2 separate regions of the Nothobranchius furzeri genome follow, and region 2 is linked to region 1. A link is a contact called in public Micro-C data. All regions are on one chromosome and are shown on one strand. The core of a region is the stretch at or near the end of the contact, and the rest is flanking DNA. Distances in the headings are between cores, read along the strand shown. Region 1 overlaps furina (furin (paired basic amino acid cleaving enzyme) a). Region 2 holds the start of furina (furin (paired basic amino acid cleaving enzyme) a).

What was found. Hi-C and Micro-C count contacts between places; a contact is called where the count stands out from the background.
Region 2: a Micro-C map of tail fin shows a contact between it and region 1, with 7 times the contacts expected there. The contact joins the promoter of furina here to the enhancer-like site in region 1. A contact is called at or near these places in 2 of 2 Hi-C or Micro-C datasets (skeletal muscle and tail fin).

Annotation. Positions count from the first base shown.
Region 1 is chr9:57,845,532-57,853,314 of NfurGRZ-RIMD1, forward strand. It overlaps furina (furin (paired basic amino acid cleaving enzyme) a), which reads right to left. Exons shown (of 16, transcript XM_015952937.3): 8 at 6,180-6,352; 9 at 4,788-5,000; 10 at 2,956-3,056; 11 at 1,880-1,983; 12 at 1,570-1,687. Among protein-coding and RNA genes, the nearest start is that of fes, 15 kb to the left of the region's middle. Within about 2 kb of position 3,445, at least 1 of the 3 cell types and tissues checked has an H3K27ac peak or open chromatin away from gene starts, as enhancers often do. A contact at or near this core is called in tail fin, where this site is marked.
Region 2 is chr9:57,914,921-57,922,703 of NfurGRZ-RIMD1, forward strand. It overlaps furina (furin (paired basic amino acid cleaving enzyme) a), which reads right to left and starts at 5,128. Exons shown (of 16, transcript XM_015952937.3): 1 at 4,947-5,128.

The DNA of each region.
Region 1 (7,783 bases), core at 2,195-4,694:
CGGCGTGCGGATCAGCTGTACAACCATGATGGAAGTAGAAACACTATGCCATTACAGATGACCAGTGATGAGTTGTATTAGGCAGCAGAGACACACTATGTAGCTGACGGAAGAGGAAAAACCGAGCGTTTGTTCACATTTTAGGTTCCAATCCATAAACCTACTTTATGAAGCTAAAATGCTCTGGAGCCAAAAATCTATGTTTTCATTAATAAAATAACTGCACAGATTTCTCTTTCCCCAACGGTGCAGCATCAACCTTAAACGAGGCCAAATTACCCGTGATGTATATTCAGGTTTATTTCACCTAAAGCCTAAATAAATGATTTACTGTGAGCCTGGTAAGTTAAAGTGGATTCATAAAGAAAGGAAAATATTTCTCTACATGTTTTTTTTGTTTGCAACGATAATTTGTGCAACGTAAGTTTAATTTTCATGATAATAAAGTGCACGCCCGTCACATTCAGAAGGTAAGAAATCTGGCTTATAACGTTTTGTGTGTGTGTGTGTGTGTGTGTGTGTGTGTCTGTGTCTGTGTCTGTGTGTGTGTGTGTGTGTGTGTGTGTGTGTGTGTGTGTGTGTGTGTGTGTGTGTGTGTGTGTGTGTGTGTGTGTGTGTGTGTGTGTGTGTGTGTGTGTGTGCTGTTTATTCTGTTAGATAAATGATCACAGGAGATCCTCTCCCTCTTCTTGTTTTGACAGAATCAATTTTTCCAACTAAAAGCAGAGTTGGCCCTAATGATAAATTTCAGATCAGCTGCAGTCACTCTAAAATTCATAAATGAGTCGATTGATATCACTTTAAGCTTTATTTATTATTTTACTATTATGCAAATGAATGTCTGTGTTCACAATAAATCACTGTAACTGAGAGCCAAACAATGAATAACAGCCATTTAAACGATTCTAGCACTGATCGCCAGTATGATCTGTTAATTAGATGATCCCTTCTTAAGGGGAGGCAACAATAAAAAAAAAACCCTCCTGCTCACCTTTAACAAGTCACTCTTCATTATCAGACCAGCTAAAATCCAAAAATGTAAATTGAATAACCTGCCTTGACTGCAGCTCCCAGACGCTGGAGCCATCTGCTCCGAGCGTCTGGAAGCTGCAGTAAAAGAGACAAACCTCAAACCCAGGGAGACAAGTGACAGGGAGTGCATAATGAAGAGGAGACGTCAGACACACTTTCGACTCTGACAACAGAACAAGGAGGGAGAAAATGGCTGAGAGGTGAGGCTTACAGTAAAGTAACGGCAGGTGTTTTAACAGACACCAGCAGGCTGATGAAGCAGTAACATCACACTAAAATCAGGCCATGCTTGATACCATTCCTACAGACCACACTAACTGGATGAAACTACATGTTTATGCATAATAGTCACTTCTCAGTGTGACTGTGTAGCTTTTTGAACATGAACTCTGATGTTTTCTAGACCTTCTTCAGCAAGGCAGCACGAGGGAATCAAACTAACACCAGGCTTTGTGTAGAACATCACAAGTTATTGCAAAAAATTGACCGGTGTGTGAATTCACATACGGAAGATAAAGGCTCCAGTCTCGTACTGACCTTGGCTCACTGAGCATGGGGATAACATATTTCCTCTGTGGCCCCACGTTGGTCCATGTACTTGCCAGTGATACGATTGCACTGGCATCAAGCAGACCATATCCATACGAATGACTAACTGCAGAAACAAAAGAAAAAGAAACATGAAAGTCGGTCTGCTAATGGAGCGTCGGCTTTCTATTTACAGGCTTGACTCAAACTTCCTAAAGACAGCACCTCTTGTTTGGTATAAACTATTTAGTTCATAATCGCTTCCTGGAGAGAGCAGAAAAAAACCCAACAAAAAATAAATTTGGAAAATTTGTCGTGCCTTTGCGTCCAACACCATTGGTTTTCCAGTCAATTGTGAGCAGGTGAGCAGGACGAGAAGTTCGTACAACCAGATGTTGCATGTCCCTCCAGGTAAGGTTTTTACTGGAACGTGCAAACACAGAAACAGAAAAACACACACAGTCACATAAAACGAAACACACACATGGTAAGGATCAGGGTTGTGAATCAAGCTGAGCCACTAAAACAGATCAAAGAGGTGCCTTTGACAATACGTGCTGCAGTTTTAACCTACAGGTGGACAGATAATTAAAACAATGACGTTTTAGTCTAATCCTTCCCTGCGTTCATTAAACCTTTAGTCAGCACATGTTTCATGTTCATTTCTGCCCTTTGGTGAAACGTTTAGAGCAGAGAACTTCTAACCAGGAACTTCTATTGCAGCAATGAAGAATAAAAAACAGCCCATCAGTCACCAACTCCATACAAACTCTATTCATTATGACTTCCTTGAGAATTTATTAAAGAAAATATATTCTATGAAGCATCTTTACTTTAAACTTCCTACATCAAACTCAGTCCTAATTGCAAACGTTTTGTCTCTGCTGCAGAACTAATTACTCATTTTCAGGGCCATGTTACATCTCTTCTTTTTTTTGTCTCTCCATTAGTGCCGTGTGACCAGATAAGAATGATTAGTGCTCAGAGTTCTTTATAAAAGCACAATCTGAATATGAGGCGAAGAGGTTGAAGAACATTATGCTGAAAAAGTGGAATAATCGAGCTAAGTCACTGTGAAAACCAGCAATTTATGACCATTACAAGTGCAACAAAAATGTTTGAATATATTACAATCTAAAAACAAATACCGTTTTAAATCTATGTGCTGATAACAGGTACACATTAATTCAACCGGCTCTGAATTCTGAATATTTAATCTTTTATTTATTTATTTTTACAAAATATTAACTGCAAGGCCTAATGAGGTTTTTTTTACATGTTTTCCAGCAGTTATCTGGATTTACCGAATAACACTGATGTAAATAAGTAGACAAGAAAATGAGGCAGTGCAGCTGAAGAGCAATGCAAGGCCGAAAAACGGTGATAAGCTCTTACTTTGCTTCAAGGGCGAGAGCGATGATCCCAGCAGCCAGCGGGGCTGAGGCTGATGTGCCCGTGTGGGTGTCCGTGCATTTAGATTTGAGGTCTGTAGTCACCTAAGGAAGATCAGCACACAGAGCTTTAGTCCAACTTTATTCCTTTCTATATTCATCAAAAACTTACAGAAGGGTTCTATAAAAAATAGCACTGATGTCCCAAACCGGTCGTTTTACTAGCAAAACCCCTAATTGTCTTTCATTCTCTCATTTGTTAACTTGCAAAATGCAGAAATCACCCGCTGGGTTAAGAAAATCCAGTAAAAGAAATCACATCATCTTTTTGACAACAATATTTTTTAAAGACAGAATGGCTTCAGGAGGAAACTCCTAAATGATCCACAGCAGCAGGCTTTGGTTTCACAGGGCAGCTCACAGATGTGAATCTCTCCTGCTGCATGAATGAGAGGCAAGTTGGTGCAGAGCCAGAAGATTTGTGCAATGAAAACCAATTCCAAACTCTGCCTTGTGAAAAACATTACAGTCCAACTGAACCATCTAGAAGATCAGGTCGGCGTGCAACACTGCATTACGATGCAGCAAAAAAGTACTAAAGATCTGAAATGTTAACTAGTGCAGAACCTACGGTAGAGAAGGATCTTTTAAATGATTATTAGATTTAAGGACCATCAGGAGCATTTTTCTATGTTTAAACAATTCGACTGAACAAATTTTATGAGTAAAGACATTGAGATGTTCTTCTCTTACTTGTCGATCTCGGCTTCACGAGTGACATCCTAATTAAACGAGTACATCACAGAGGCAATTAAAGGTCCAGCCATACGTCACAGAGATGTCATAAACTGCCTGTTGTGCTGCTACGCTGTGTGTGTATGTGTGTGCACGTGCGTGCGTGCGTAAAGGAAAGATTTAGCGCTTGTGACGGGAATGTTAAGCAGCAACAGATTTGTTAGATGGAGCTCCAGCCGTTCCCTTTTCATAATCATTTTAATGACCCAAAACAGCTTAAATTGTAGAGACTGGAGAAAAGTCATGATGGGATTCAGTCAACATTTGTTTCAGTTTGTAAAACATTGAAAATAAATCTTTTTGGGTTCAAAAATAAAATGTAAGCACATCTTTTAACTGTTTAGATCATTTAACCTAAACTTGCTCATTCGTCCACTGATTCAGCCTGGCAGAGTCAACCTTCTCCAGCCGCCTCCTGCTTTTCTGTAGGGATCACTGAGGCATTACCAATCCAGTCAACAGATACAATCTGTCTGGTGTGCTTCCTGTCAGACAAATCAGACACTCCAAACTAGAGAGGCATCCAGGAGGCATTTTTAATGAACCTCCTTAAAAGTCTCCTTTAAATGTGGAGGAGCAACAAACTCTCCTTTGAACTTTTCCCTCTAAACGGTTTTGCTTCACAATCACCTCTTAGAGGATGTCTAAGGAGCCACTTTTCCTCACCCATGAACAGGATGCATGTATTCTTGACCTAATAACTCCATCAGATTCTTAACTTCAATTCATCTAATTTTTGTAGTTTTATTCTTGTGATTAAATTGTTTTAGAATAATAAGCTGCATCAAACTGGCTATAAAATGTACTAAAATCTTTTTGCTTCATTTACATATAAACTGAAATAAAACGTGTTCAACTTGCAGACTTGGATGGTTTTAAAGGCTGCAGCTCCACTAAACCATCCAGAAACATACTGAAGCCATCTCTGACTGAGCACAGACATGAAGGGTGAAACTCCCGGTGAAAGCCAGAGCTTTGTGTGAGTGAAACAAGAAAAGGCAGACAAAGACAGAGAGGACACGGCACACAGCCACAACTCACTATCTGTTTCTCATTAAGGCCCCCCGAGCTGTAGGTGGTGGCGAGGGTGGAGGAGCAAGCCTCGCTGTACCAAGGGACGTTGCCGTTTTGTGTGGTGCTGCTGATGGACAGGGTGTAAATGCTGTTGGTGTAGCCGTCGCAGTTACAGCTGTCTTTCTCTCTTCCTCCATTACCAGAAGCCCACACAAAGATGGAGCCCAAACCGCCACGACCCTGGAGAGAGAGAGAGAAGCACGTTGACACAAACGGGGGGGAGGCCAACACACTTCCTTTCATTTAATTATGGCACAGAGCAACAGGATACAGACAAGAACAAAATCTCATTCAATCTTTAATAGGAATCCCAATTATAAAGGGGCAAATTCATTCCAGGGTTCCTTTCAGAAAGGCCCCATTAAAACCCAGCATACATCACAGAGGCCTGGGTGGTCACTCAGTAAATTGCAAAGAGCTAAATATTACATGACAGCAGAGCAAAACGAAAAGGATCAAAATGACAACAGCTCGTTGTAATAAATCATCCAGCCCGTCAGCTTTTGAAGTGCAATAATTTCCATCTAAGAGCTGCTTTAGTGTATTGAGTGGCACCATCTCTCTCTGTGCACTGATCAATTCCAGCGACGCACCACCCAACCACTATCCGACAGCGCTGTCACCGTGCCAATTATCTTAGTAGTCAGCGTCAGCGGTTCCAATCAACTTTATGGCACAAGCCTCGAATCCTGCAGCTCTACAAGCGCCGGCGCTCTTCCGATCAAGTGCTTTTAAGGAGGAGCAGATGTGACAGTTAGGGGTGTAATCTGGATCTTTAATCTGTTGATTTGCACATTTCTCATGTGGTCCTGTTGTGCCAAATCAAAAATGCAGCCATCGACAGCAGAACTGTTGACGTGGCACTCTGCTTCCTTTCTTCTTTAATATTCAGACTGTCATGCTGTCAGAAGCCGACGACTATTTAAAAAATTCATCTATAAAATCTCTGACTGTACCTGCATATAGACAGGCCTTTGATTGGAAATGTTTATAATTAAAAGCTGCCATAAATGCTTAACTGGAATTTTTAGAAAGCACCTAGAATAAAATAAATATGGTGGATAAAATAACTTGAAAGAGTTGCCCTTCAGCTAAACAAAATGTTTTGTGAAAAAAAGAGAGAGAAATGAATAATTTTAACCAGAGTTGCTTCCATTCATTTTCCCACATTTTCATCCCTGGTGGCGTTTAGAGGACATTACTTCCCATTCATAATTGTCAGGGTCAAAAACTGCTTTGTTCTGCCCACTGGTGTTCTCTCACGCCTGAACAGTTCAATTACTTACTGCTGAAAGGAAGCAACACACGGGCAGTAAATAATTCTGTCCTGCACAGACCATCTCACAATCACACACCCACCTCGGTGACTCCGCGCAGAAAGGCTTCCTTGGCCAGTTTGGCGGGTCCATCCACTGTTTTACCATCGTCCTCCGGGCCCCAACTAGCGCTGTAGATGTCGATGTGTTGGGGGTTCAGACTGAGGGACTGGGCCTCCACCATGTCTGTCACTTCTCCATCCAGCATGCGCACACCTGCAGCCCAAACACACAAATCAGAACCAGTCTAGACTGGAAACCATCAGCTGTTGTGGGGGGGTGGGGGGCGAACTTCACAGGGGGGGAAGTGGGGTTTCATCCGTGTTTTTACATATTTGTTATGCGGGCTGTACTGGTGTGATTCTGATGTCTTCTCAGTGGCGCAGAGCCGCTGATCATCTTCTGTGCAACCTCTGTGATATTACTGTCGACCCAAGCATACAATTCAAACAGTATCTTTATTGATTTTCTTCTGTGGTTGAGTTGGTTGTTAAAAAAAAGAAGGAAGGAATGAGATGAGTGGAATTGTGGGTGAACCATCTCCTCAAGTAAAGCAGACCCTCTGAGACTAAAAATTCATCTAAGGGATGAAGGAAAATATTACTTTGATTCCTTTGGATAAAATTAGCACAGCTCTGAGCGTAATGAGGATCAGACACTCTTGATTTTTAGAGATCTGAATGATTCACCCAATGCTTCAACTGAAGCCCTTTTATAAGGAGAATAAAGGTGACAGCAGACACGGGCATTTTCTGAGAAAAACAAGAACAGGTTTTAAGTTTGTGTCTAAAATATTTCCTTCAGTAAACACTGACAAAATTTCAATCACTCACTTTAAGACATTTTTTTTTAGCATTTGCAAATCTGCTTAATTTCTTCCTGACACTTCCAACAAATAGCTGCCTAAAGATGCACACACGGAGCCATCAGCCTGTTTAATCTACACCGTTGCAGCTTTCAGTTTGACATTTTTCCTGCTCTGAACTCTAAAAGGCATCTTTGCACTTGCTTGCTTTCATTTTCTCATAAGAGGATTTTGCTACGTTTATCTGATGAGCAAATGTTTTGTGCTTAATTTTATGTCTGACTCATTTCAGCTCCACCTGCTACACAAAGTTGTCTGCTTAATAGAAAACACAGTAGGACATGTCGACTAAGAGTATACAAAAACAACTTAAATGTGTTCGTTTTTTTGTCACCTTAATAAAGCCAAAGGCATTTTCTGCTGCTGTCAGAGAAAATGAACGATGAAATTTCATTTGCTAAAGTGAAACCATTCACTATCCAGAATGTTTAATCTCAACAGGAGTTGAATCACTTCAAAACAACAGAATTATGCAGCGACTCCCCTCCAAAATGTGCATTACAACTATTTAACTTGAGCCCGTCTGAGCAGATAAAAAAAAAGATCTGGACAGTTGTTTTGCCTTCAACAAACCAGACAGACACGATTAAATTTGCAGAGTGGTTATTAAATTGCTGTCTCTACCTTGTGCTGCAAGACTAACAGCAGAGTGAAGAGACAAATATGTTTCTTAGGTGCATGTGAAATTTAATGTTCCCATCACAAGAATTTTTATACAAAGTCAGTCCTCTTGAAGCATTTTAACTGTGATTTTAGCTAAAATAAAGACAGAAAAGTGTAAG
Region 2 (7,783 bases), core at 3,878-6,377, 71 kb after region 1:
AAAAGTTGTCCACTAGATGGAGCTGTCACGTGTATTACTTGAGTTACATTTTTACACGACTCAAGTTGGTACAGCTTCTTAAAGGGACATGAATGGTGCCAATCTACACACACCTTTAAATGTTTTTATTATCTAGTTTGTCGACATGGGAACAATTCTCGATAAGAGTCAGAAATTTTGATAACGATAAATTTTTGATTTATTGCCCAGCCCTATTCTACCTCGAGGAAACAAATATACATTTATTTAAATTGATGTGTTTGAGAAAGCAGCTCGTCTCCCCCTAAAGAGAGATCGAGCAGGCGTCAACAGGCGTTTAATAATCCCACAGGAAGCTCAGAGCATGCCGTCAAGGCGCGACCTGATGTCATGGTCAAACACAGCAGCAAATCTGGGTCCCTGCGCTCTCCTGGGAGGACGCAGTCGATAAAGCTCACTACAGAAGAACACTTGGGTAGAGTGCTGGCAGCAGAGGTGGAGAAGTGTGTTTGGAAAACTACACCACACCCTGGATGCTGAGGATAACAGCCGAGCTGATTTTATTTTGTGCAGCGTGAAGCAGCCTCTTGAGGGTGAACGCCTCGGGCAGCAGTGGCAGCCTCCGAATGGCACCAACCAAGGACAGAGCATAAAGAGCAGCACAGAAAAATGTTGACAGTCATAATTTCAGAATGCTGCGAGAAATTTTATTTTCCCATTGCAAATAAACATCTAAAATCATAAAGAGGATGGAGATTCTGAATTGTTCAGAGGCACAAACAATAGCTTGTTTAAGCTGTTGTTGATGCTTTAGCCTTAGAGCCCTTGTTTTGTCAGCAGCAGCAGCAGCAGCATCCATTCAGACCATCCGAACTCTACGGTCTCCCTCAGAGGACTAGAGAACATCCAGTACAGCGCTCCTATTGTGTGTTTCTTGCTGTGTGTAGGTTTATGTGTCTAATCTGCTGATTCTAGTCCATGATGAGTTGGAGGTGCTCATCTTTTCCAGGTTTTATAGCGACATACTCCTGAGTGTACTGTGTTGGAGTCGGGGTGAACAAACAAGCTCCTCTAGATTTCCCTGGACAGCAGGTTGCAGTGCAGGAGTGATGTGCTTAGAGAAGCCGGTGTCATTTTGTAGGGCTCTTTAAAAAAAAGTCTTTTTGGTATTTTGTCACTTTTACATCCGCTGCAAAGTCTGACAACATGTTTGGTTTCATAAAACCACAGCTACCATTCCATTAGGCTTGCTGTTGTTGTTCAACTTGACTTGCAAATGTGAGGAAAGATTGTATAACTATTTTAATTAATACATGCAATAATGGAGGTCTGATTTTCACCTGATAATTTCAATAAATGTCTTAAGAGCGTTCCTGCGTGCCAATCCGTACGGTCACGACAGCTTCATCAACTTCGCCGTCAGACCTCACACACAAAACAGATCAACAAATTCGTCTGTTGTCATTCTCATATAATCACAATATTATTTGCATGTGTGCAATAGTACCATAGCACTTCATAAATTAGGCAAGCATCAGACGCATCCTGTTGAGGTTTTTAAACAATCAGACAAGTTTACGTTTTAACGCCTACTCGGTGCAGCGGGTCGTGTGGAAACAAGGAGCCGTCAAACAGGTCTAGATGTGGCCTGGCTGGTGTGACAAGCTGATAATCCATTTCAGCTATTACTGGCGAGCTCAGAAACAGGCAGACAAAAGAGACATCTTATAAATAACACAAGAACTATACATCACTTGTAGCCAAACAGAACAAAGCCAGGGGTCAGTGACGTGTTTTAAAGCGTTTAACGACCTGCACCTCCTTTCATCGGGTCATTCCTATTCCGGAAATAAAACACACAAAATAAATCTGCCTAAACTAAGAAAAACAAAAGAAAAGGTTATTAAAGACTCAAAAAATTCATCTTCATTCTGTCAACATGAAACCAACATCGTGTTGGTGTTAATGAGGTTCAAAATGAGCCAAAATTAAGATCATAGACACATTTGGGGAAAAAAAGAAGTTAAAAAGAGAGGAACCCAGAGAGAAATGTGTGTGTTAAACTTACTCAACTTTGTCCTTAGACGCAACAAGCAAACAGAGTGTGAGTGTTCCAGAGGTTTGTTTGATTTTCAGATGCGCAGCGACTTTTAACGGCAGACGGCTGTGACCTCATCAGATCGCTCAGCCACTCAGTTTCTTTAACGGCAGCTCAAAGAACCCACAAGAGTCAATATTCAACTACTGCACGGCTCGCAGGAGGAGGAAGCTAATCAGTGAGATGGGCTTCGTTTTTAAGGTCACTAATGTAAACGTTCCCATGTGTCGGACCACAGCAATGAGGTTAAAAACTTTTATAATTAGCCAAGTATCATCAAACCCTGAAGGATAATAGTGTCCTCATTATGGGAGTCATCGGTACAACGTAGAAAACATCTGGTTAGTTTACGGTTTAGATTCTAATCATATAAGAAAATTAACTTTTAAGTGTTTAACCAGAATGACCTCGAGTTACATTTTTTGAGAGTGCAATTACAGCCGGGTCTCCTGTCGTGACACATGTGAACTCTTTTCTAGGTAGGCAAATACCCTTGAGAGGTCTTTAGAGATAATAAGCTGTGAGTGTATCAGGGGACAGAAGTGACAAGGCATTAATAATTTATGAATATATCAAGTATTTCACACAAATTGCATTTCCGCTCTTTGCTAGATGTGTCTAAATCAGTGCTTTGTTTACAGAAACAGTTTGGAGACTGGGGAAAAAAAGCCATATCTTAATTCTCTTATGGCAAGTCAGCATTACAAAAACACTGATAGAGGAAATTAAAGACACACTGGTGTCCTGTCTCCAACAGCGTGTGAGGCTACAGATCAGAATCTAAATTACAACCAGAAACGAGGCATCATTAATGACAGCAGCCCAAACCAGCAGGAAGTTTAAGCCGGCACCGACGGAAACCTACGGAGGGCACACACAGCTTTCACCACAACAGTCACAACACTTAGAAGAAGCCTCACAGTAGCTCTAATTTTTCCAGGGAAACATTTCTAAATAAAGACTTTGATAACGCCCGCCTTGGATTGAATTCCTTTTAAAGGGTGGCACTGTGGGAGTTAGGGGAACGCACCTGTTAGCACACATTAAAGAGAAAGGAAAAACTCGATAAAAACACAGTGAGCATCTTTAGAGGATGGATCTATCGATTTTAAAATCTAAAAATGTAAATATTAAAGCATCTATTCAACATGTAACAAATGAAATCCGTGATTTGTACTCCCAGTTGTTTGAATGCTTGAACAAGTCGATCATTGGTTCTCTCCGCTATGAAACGAAGATTTTTGTGACATTTGAGCCATCATTTGTCAGCAAAGTCATTTTCTGTAAATAATTAGCCCTAATGGCAGAAGCGTCAGCTCTCACACATCACGTCTGATCACATAATTTCCAGATACATTTGCTCTGCAGTTGTCATAAATACTTCCTCAAAATCCCGTCAGACGTTTCAACATTAAAGCATCGCAAGAACACTCCAGTAATACTTTCCACTGAATTTTGCACTTTTTCAAGAACCGTTTTAAATCCTGGGGCAACCAACAATAACTCAAAGACTACAAGTAGCCGTTTGTGGGAAAGGCCTCAGTTCTTCCATTTTTCTAATGGAATTTATTTGGGAATGCTGGGATACTGTCCACAGCCCTCGTTCCAGGAAACATTTATTGAAGCACAAACATGCCTTTACATGCCACTGGAGTTTCACTATGATAACCAGTTTTCACCAGATAACCCTGTTGCTGAACCAACGAGGTAAAAATCAAAAACAACAAATATGACATTAGTGCCTCTGTGGTCGGAGTGAATATTATGAATTAAATCTAAAAGATGGCTGCATTTGTGATCCAAAGGAAGACGGATGACCACAAGCCTTAAAACTAAGTCAGACGCATGAAAGTTGTTTTATTTGCATTGAATTTTTATTTTACTGGCATATTTTCTGTAAATAAATGCCCTAAATTGTGTGTGTGTGTGTGTGTGTGGGGGGGGGGGGGATAGTTTATGTGAGAAAATGTTTATTTTTACAAAAACGCAGGATCAGGGAAACCAATTGTGTAACGATATTTTTATGTTTTGTCTGTATATTTATATGATTTTGCTACATTTGCTGCAAGTATTCAGGTAACAGCTGTTCACCGTCAGACCAAAGGTCTGAAATGTTTTCATGTAGAATCACCGATGGGTTAATATTTAACATTCACGCTCAAAACAAACGTTTCCTACGATCCTCGCGAGGTTCGGAGCACTAAACGTCAGTCAGGAGCAGAAACAAGCACGAGAGGAAGAGCAGAACTTCTCTGTCAGGCCTCTGAACGCCAGATATATTTATGTTTATGAGCTGAAGTTGGAGGGTTGTGGGGGCTCCAGCTGATGATGATGATGGCCGGTTGACTCACCTCGTTCACTCGCAGAGTCCGTGGCAACAACACGAAGTCATAGTTTGGCTCGGAACTGCGGCTGGAGCTGATGCGATGACGACTCCTCCGCTTGAGTGATATGTCTGAAACTGTACCGCCGCGTACAGATTAACGCAAACTTGACGCCGACCTGCTTTGTTAGTCTCACAGGTGCCTCCCCTAGGTTCGTCCCCTCCTTTCATCCAACCTCTGACGGAGATTCCGAGCCAGAACCGATCGGATTCTGTTACACACAGCCCCGGTCGGGAGCTTTTTTCCCTTTCCTGTCTCCGCTCCGCAGGAACAACCACAGAAACCGAACGTTAGCTCGTGAGTGGTTTCCACTCCGGGAGAACACAGACTGACAAGACGTGGCTAAATAAGGCGACATAAGCCTCATGACTGTGTCGGGGTTTTCGGTGGTTCTAGAGCGGCGAGCTGGGTCAACTCGGAAGACCAGAACAAGTCAAAATACTAGCTAAAGCAGACGGTAAACTTATATCAGCGGCTGAACTTACCAGCTTCCCTTTACATCCTGCTCGGCCCTACTTGTTGTTGTCTCGTGTTACGGTGTTAAAACCGACAAGGACGACACGATGGAGCGACTGAAGAATGTCTTAAAGACAACTGCTGGTGATAAACACTCATGATACCCCTCCGGTGTACCGCTGAGTGGTCAGTACAAGCCCCAGGAAACACGTCACGGCCGTGGACAAAGTGGAGACAGGTATGGCAGGCCGTTCTAACATTTAATCGTTCTCACATCAAATACAGATTTTGGAAATAATTCGTTTGGACATTTTAAAACTTGTTTTCCAAGGGACTTTTTCTCTGTCCCTAATATGTTAACATTATTTTAACAAATACTGAAATTTCACAACGCCACTAGGGGGCGAGAATATTCCTTTTTACAACAAAAATGTAGGTAAGTAAGTACATTTAATTTATATTGCACTTATCACAGACATAGAATCATAATGTGCTCACAATGTGCTTCACATAAATAAAAACAAATTAAAACAAAGTCATAAAATCATAATGATATCTAAACAGAAATAGATTAACATCAGAAAAAATAAAGTCATCAAATTATAAAATTTCATAAACAGATGGAAAATTACAAATTTGAGTTGAAAATAACAAAATAAAGGTTTAGGTAAAGCAGTTTTTTAAAGGTGTCCAGACTACATAAGGATAAAGGAAGATCATTCCAAAGCTGAGGTGCAACAGTCTGGAAGGAGCATCCCCTCGACTTTTATTTCTGGTCTTTGGAACTTCTAGAAGGTTTTGGTGTGTGGTCATTTGGGCTCGGGTTGGAGCATAAGTCTTTAATAGTTCAGTAATATAGGGATGAGCTTGACCATGTTATAGTCAGGATTCTAAAATGAACTCTAAAGTTAACGGGTAACCAGTGCAGAGACATTAGAATAGGAGTGATGTGTGCTCTGCTGTTTGCTCCAGTTAGGAGCCTCGCTGCAGAGTTCTGGACCGACAGAAGGTGATCAAGGGCTTTTTTGTTAAAACATGTGAAGAGTGTGTTACAGTAATCTAGACGAGAGGAGATAAAAGCATGGATAACCATTTCAAGTTCATGTTTTGACCAACCTTTGCAGTTTGGGAAGATGTAAGATGTAATGAGATGTAGTGAGATGTACTGAGAAAGATGTCATTTTCGTCAGATTCAAATCAGGTGACGTTTTTTTCTCTGTTGCTATCCGTTTCAGGAAATGAACATTTAATTTTGACAGGATCAAGGTAGAGCAACACTGATGCAGAAAAAAAACTATAAATTTATTTATTTATTTATTTATTTATTTATTTTTAAGGCATTGAGTGGGGGTCTTCTAATGGGGGGCATGATGATTCTATGATCCATGACTGACAGTGGGCCCATTTTTTATTTTGAATAAATTCATTTAAAAAAAATCTTTACTTGTGATTTATTTTCTTGAAGCCCATCATCCCTGGCAGGATCCACTGATGTAGAGTAATAACGTGAAATAGCTGCTTTGTTTTAATTAGAAATTATTTCATACATAGTAAGGAAAATAAATTTGTTACTTTCATCTGCAAAGTGGTTCCAGGAAAAAGACCTAAAATTCTTGATTTTGGACAGCATTTTTTTTTACTCCTCAGTTTTTCTTTTACCCAAAATTCTACTTGTGTATCGCTGCAAACAAATGATAGAAAATCTTGTTTTTTGTATTTTTTATTTATTTATTTATTTTACTTTGCTCAGCATAGTGCAGATGTTGTGCAGGTCTTGGATACCCCATCTGCACACATACTCACTGAACATGCAAATTTGTAATCAGTCTGTCAGACCACTTTTTATATTTTTGCATGTCATTTGCATGTTGTTTGTGAAAGGCATGTTTGTTTTTGTGTGTTTGAATTACTCTGCACTAAGTCACTAAAGCAGTTTCTTAGATTAGACTTTGGCTGTTCTTATTTTGACTATAATTAAGATACCCAAAATGTTTAACAATAGATTGCATTTCTTGTTTCCATAAGTCTACCCACTCTAATCAGTTGAGGGTGTTGTTCGTGGCCCTATGGCTGTCAGCCGATGAGAGGCAAGTTGCCTGTTCTTCACTGATCAACAATTGTTAATTTACTATTTCCTAAATGTTGCAAAGATATCTCAATTTTATACACTTATTTAAAAACGTATCGTGTTTATTTTTTATTTATAACTGAAATGTGATTTCTCTCTTTATCATTGGTTCTTTTTGAGATAAACACCATGTCTAGACATAAACACAGTTCTCATAGGAATCCGGGGCTTAGCTGTATGATTTGTATTAAAATTAATGTTGATTGTGGACTGGGCGAATGCTGATCTTCAGGAAATAACGCAAGTGAAATTTCACAAACGACCGAACTGTTGTAGTCTTACATGTTATATGATAAACCCGCTTGCCATAACCTTTGAGCAACACCTACTCAGAGCGCTAGCGCTGCCACAGCCCCGCCTTCTGGTCACTGACGGTATTGCAGGAAACCACAGACAGCAAGACTCTGAAGCTGGCAGATGCCAACCACGAAGAGGGTAATTTATTGCAGGAAAAAACAGGAAGTAAATGCCCAGTAAGCTGATCGCATGCCAGTAAACGTCATCCTGATTGAGGACATTGTTGCCAATATGAGAGGATTATAAATAGGCTTACCGGGCACATGTCCAAGGCCAGAAAGCCCCCGTCTCTCTGAGTTTCCCCACATAGTGACTAATATTTCTATTTGAAAAGCCCATCAAAGTATTGCAATTGTGCACAACAGGTGATGAAAGAGAGAGAGTTTTATTCCAAATAGCCATAAATAAGCTCTAAGTACTCTGACAATAAATTTCCACAAA